Linked DNA regions of Gossypium hirsutum: region 1 is linked to region 2. The links are chromatin contacts, called in public Hi-C maps. All regions are on one chromosome and are shown on one strand. Each heading gives the region's core, a stretch centred on a gene start, on an enhancer-like site or on the middle of the called end of the contact. The rest is flanking DNA. Distances are from core to core; before and after follow the strand shown.

Evidence for each region. Hi-C and Micro-C count contacts between places; a contact is called where the count stands out from the background.
Region 1: a Hi-C map of leaf shows a contact between it and region 2, with 3 times the contacts expected there. The contact joins the promoter of LOC107959188 here to the promoter of LOC107898655 in region 2. A contact is called at or near these places in 16 of 34 Hi-C or Micro-C datasets (anther, callus, hypocotyl and 3 more).

The regions. Positions count from the first base shown.
Region 1 is chrA11:55,340,173-55,342,872 of Gossypium_hirsutum_v2.1, reverse strand. It overlaps LOC107959188 (IMPACT family member in pol 5'region), which reads right to left and starts at 1,428. Exons shown (of 6, transcript XR_005905207.1): 1 at 1,066-1,428; 2 at 873-988; 3 at 686-791; 4 at 537-590.
Region 2 is chrA11:55,136,065-55,138,949 of Gossypium_hirsutum_v2.1, reverse strand. It overlaps LOC107898655 (mitochondrial uncoupling protein 5), which reads left to right and starts at 1,496. Exons shown (of 1, transcript XM_016824172.2): 1 at 1,496-2,885. The coding sequence starts at 2,137.

The DNA.
Region 1 (2,700 bases), core at 179-2,678, 200 kb before region 2:
AATATGACTCAGATGAACTGAAACTACCACTTACAAATAGACATGAATAAATTGACTTGTTACTAAAGGGACATGTCGCTAGAGAAACAAGCAAGCGGTATCCAAGGATGTTACAATCATTATTCATAAACATCCTAATGGTGATTATCAGATGAGAAACTACAACCACACACATTCCGATGGTGGAAAACGGATGAGAAACTAAATTATACAATCACACACATTCCAATCATGCTAATCGGATCAGAAACTAAATTACATAACCAACACATTCTGACGGCTATAAGCCAATAATCGGATGAGAAACCACATTAAGAGAAATTTATATAAAAGAAGCATAAAATTTTTCTACTTTTTATTTATAAACATTATATGCAAACAACAAACAGAACTAAACACTAACCATAAAATATCAAATTTTTTTTTTAACAAAACAAAACAGACCATAAGGCCTAACTTTCATTTATAGCTATCTGAATTACAAGTTCGTGAATCTCTCTAGAAGGACTAATTTGAACAGGGAAAAAATTGCTCACTTGATGGTATAGAACTCCCAAAAGATCAAAAGGAACTTCCACTCCCATTGGAACCTTCAAAATTCCAATTAAATATCAACATTTCCAAATATTAAAATCATAAAATTTAAAAATTAAAATTGTCATACATAGATTATTTCCATTCTTACTTTAGATTTTACAAGACAAGTTGGAGCATTTCTCAAGCATTCCGAGGCCACTCCACCATAAGCCCTAACAAGTCCTCCCGTTCCCAATTTAATTCCTCCAAAATACCTGAAATTTATTTGAAGATTCATGTTATTTGTCCCTTCAATTTTGATCATGGCAATATATGTCAAAAGTAAATAAATATACCTAATAACGACCACCATGATTCTGTCAAAACCTGAAGAAACAATTGCAGAATGAATCGGCTTCCCCGCCGTTCCAGAAGGTTCGCCGTCATCATTCGACCGATACTGATCCCCAACCTATTAAACTTTTGATAGGTCAATTATGAGGCAAGATGAATGAGATGATAGAAAAGCGTGGCGTCATATTAGATTACCTTGTAAGCCCAACAATTGTGAGTGGCACGCGGATCCTTGAATTGGTTGAGGAAAGAGTGAGCGGACTGCTCGTTAGAGATGGGACCAGCAATGGCGATGAATTTGCTCTTTTTTATTTCTTTTTCGAATGTTACTGTTTCTTTAATGGTGGTGAAGGCGCCTGCGTTGCTGGTGGTGCCGGAGCTGCTGGCTGTAGTGACCATTGGTTTTTTGGCGGTGGAGAGGGCGGAAATTGAGGCGGAGAGGCGGTGGTTGAGCTTGTGGCAGTAGCGATAGCCAGGTGTTATTGCAACTGGCATTTGCTTGTTTTGGGTTCCTTTCGTTTCAATAAAATCAGTGACAAACAAGCCTTTTTCCTACTCCGGCCGCCGTTTCAAACGGTAGTCCACTCGTATTAAACGACGACGTTATGCAACCATTTTACTATTTTTTATTAAAATTTAATCTTTATATTTTTATTTGTAAGATTTTAGTTTTCTATTTTCCAAATTTTAAAACTTAGATCTTACTCTTAACATTGTTAATATTATTTTTTAAATTCGAATTTATTACAACTTAATTTTTTTAAATTACATTACTATTAAGTTTTTTATTTTAAAATATTATACTAAAAAGTTTAATAAACAATTAATAACAATTAAATTTGAATATAATAAAAAATTAAAACAATTTTATCTAATTATTCTAGTGTTTATTTGTTGGGTTATTCACTCTTTAATATTTAACATACGTTTTTTATTATCATTTGTTGGTCATTGATCAAGTTAATCATTATCTAAATTTTAATCGGCATCATTAATATTATCAAGATATTATTTTTTCATGTACTTTTCGAAGTACATGGATCATCTCAATTCCATTAATGATTGAAGTTATGAAATAAGCAACATGTTAGTATCATACAACCTTTTTTTTAATGTTATATTAAGGTGATGTTAATATGAGAAATGTTTTTTTAGATCAACAAATTTCTTCTCAATCACATTTTCAAAGCCTTGAATATTTCAAATTAAAGAATTTGTAAGCTGTTCATGGTGCTACCACCAAGACACTAGAGAACACTCCATTGTTGTTGCATTGTGAACGACATGTCTTTTATCTAATCCTAATAAGGAGGCGACCATTATAACATTTATAAGGATTTTCAATTACATAGGATAGTATAGAATATACATATTTATATAAGATGAATTTTTAGATTTCTATGCAAATAAACAAGTGGGATGAGATATCTATAAATTTTACAGTTAGGGTTACGTTAGAATTTTCAAAAAGATCTTGACATCTATAAGTGACAAGATCACTTTAAATTTTCGAGATTTTCACCTCTTAGTTAAAAACATTGTTTAAAGATTAAATTAGGTAATAGTTTCTAAATACGCCTAGAAGACTTATATAGATGTAGATAATTATTTAAATTTTTGAGATTTTTCGTCTAAGATTTGGTTTTGTAGGGTTTTAAAAAAACTATGACACATATGAGTGTCAAAGTTGGTTTAAATGTTAAAATGCTACAAAAGCACATAAACAACAAAGGATAGGGTTTTAAAATTTTTACTGACTTCAACACCTAAGAATGTTAAGGTACCTGTAATCGTTCCTTAATCATTACCCTGTTTCCAATGTGGATGTAA
Region 2 (2,885 bases), core at 247-2,746:
TAATCAGAAGTTATTATAAAATTATTAAAAAAATTATTAGATATAATTTTATGCACTGTAAATAAATTAAATAATCATATATTATTAAAAATTTTAATTTAAGTTGATTGACTTTAAATTATATACCGTGTAATACATCAAAGATTAAAATTAATTTGAAGAGAAGAGGGTGACCGCTAATCACTTGTGAAAAGTCAGCCTGCAAAAAGTCAGGCACATCGAAGGACAACCATCAAATAGAGATGGCCTATGCCTCTGATTGGCAATTACCCATCCCCTTATCACAGCTCGACACGTCAAAATGTCTAATGACTTCGGCCCTCCGTTATAATATTAGTTCCTTAAGGCTGTTGTGTTAAAAAAAAAAAACATCACCTTTGTAACGCAAAATGCGGGGCAAAAGCCAGGAATTACGATGGAGTTAAAAATGGTTATATTAACGAAGTTCTACCGTTTTAGTTGAATATTTAACTTTCGAAAGAGTCTAAATTGCAGCTATTTTATTCGAAAGGGATTAAATTGAAATATTTAGCTGCCACTTTCACAAATATCTCAACCAATAAATAAATAAGTTGACAATTAATTGGTAATTAAAAACCTATCGGTCGATTTCACCAAAAAAAAAACCTATCAGTCAGTCGACGATTAAACGACTTTTTGAACTAAAAAATTTGGTTTATTAATTAGTTGCTAAGCAATTAATTTTATTTGATAGTTTTCAAAATAATCAGTTAAAAAGAATGAATCAAATTACTAGTTAGGAGTGAAACAACCATAGATGCACAGTTAATTTAAAGAGATTTTTAATAGAAAATTGAATAGAGTTTCGTAATTATACCAGACACCCCCTAAGTGGTCAAAGACCATGCATGAACGTATTTGCAGATGAAATTAATAAGAAACCAAATAAAGCCAAAAGTCATATAAGGAATAAAAAAACGTGAGACCGCCCAATCCATTTCACTCAACTCAAATTTCCAACTAATATTATAATTATTTTAAATATAATTATTATTTTTATATTTAAAATATTTTAAAATTTATTATTTTTCATTTATATTGTGTATATGGTATTTTTAAATATTTATATATATAAAATATTTCAATTAATTATTTCAAATATCATCATATTTATATATGAAATATTTTAAATATATATATAAAAATATATAAAATACTAAAATTTACTACACTCATGATATGGATTGAAAAATAAATATTACACATATAAAAATTATATTTATTAAGAATAATAATTTTTTATAATATTATTTGATTTTATAAAAAAAAGTTATTAATAAAAAATATGAATTAAAAATAAAAACTTTTAAAATAATATATTTAAAATATTAATTAAAAATAATAATAATAAAAAGCTTAAAACAACATTAAATGAAAAATAAAAATATATGTAAAAGAGGAATTTAGGACTTAAAAGACAAAACCATTGATACTCTCTCTTCAAAAGTAAAATATTTCTCTAAATTTTCAAAAAATCGAATTATTTAACTGATTAAATTTGTATTTAGCATACTAGGGTTAACCCTTAACTACATATAAAATGTATAACCTAAATTATTTTGAAATTGCCGACTTGCATCCACCTCCACCTGATAGGCCTGTGGCGGGCTCCAGCCTATGTTGAGGGATATTTTTGACTTTGATGAAACCCACAAAAAAAAGAAAGAGACCAGAGGCAAAAAAACGCGTATACAATAAGAGACGGCCCAAGAAGTGTCCCTCCAAGTTTCCCGCAACACCCGTATTTCCCATGTGCCTTAGCCGAACCACGTGACCGCCGCCGTCGCAGCTATAAATACGTTCCCCTGCCCACAAAGCAAATCACCCCATTCATTAGCTGATTTTTCTTGGTTAGCATATGTCTCAAAGGCCTAACGTTCCCCACTCTTCTTCAATAGCTTTTGGTCTCCATTCTCATCTCCTGGTTTCCAGTGAGATGAACCCTAATTCCAACTGGTCTTAATAGTTCCATCTCTTTCTTTTTCTTCTATTGATTTTTTGTTTAAACTTCTTTTATTTCCTTTTTGAAACAAAGTAATTGCCTTGTTGATTTGCAAGCAAATTTTGGTAAAGTTCTTAAGTATTTGAGTTTAGATCTTCTTTGAGAGTGCCGCTATGGGAGTGAAGAGTTTTGTTGAAGGAGGCATAGCCTCAATCGTGGCCGGGTGTTCGACCCACCCGCTTGATTTGATCAAAGTCCGAATGCAGCTCCAGGGTGAAAGCCATGTTCCCAATCCGGCTGTTCAAACACTCCGCCCTGCTTTAGCCTTTCAGACAACCACTACTACTACTTCCTCTGCTATCCACATGCCTCCTCCGCCGGCGCGTGTTGGACCTGTGGCCACCGGGATCAAGATCTTCCGGACCGAAGGCGTCGCTGCTCTTTTTTCTGGCGTCTCTGCTACCGTCCTCCGCCAGACCCTCTATTCCACCACCCGCATGGGACTCTACGACATCCTGAAACAGAAGTGGACTGATAAAGAGACCAAAACCATGCCTCTCTCGCGGAAAATCACCGCCGGGCTAATCGCCGGAGGGATCGGCGCTGCCGTTGGGAACCCAGCCGACGTGGCGATGGTGCGAATGCAAGCTGACGGACGCCTTCCCGTATCTCAACGTCGTAACTATACCAGCGTTGTCGACGCCATCACACGCATGACCAAACAAGAAGGCGTGACCTCCTTGTGGCGCGGCTCGTCGCTGACGGTGAATCGTGCGATGTTGGTGACGGCATCGCAGCTTGCCTCCTACGATCAGATCAAAGAGATGATTTTGGAAAACGGGCTGATGAAAGATGGGCTGGGGACACACGTGGCAGCGAGCTTTTCAGCCGGGTTTGTTGCGGCAGTGGCGTCCAATCCTGT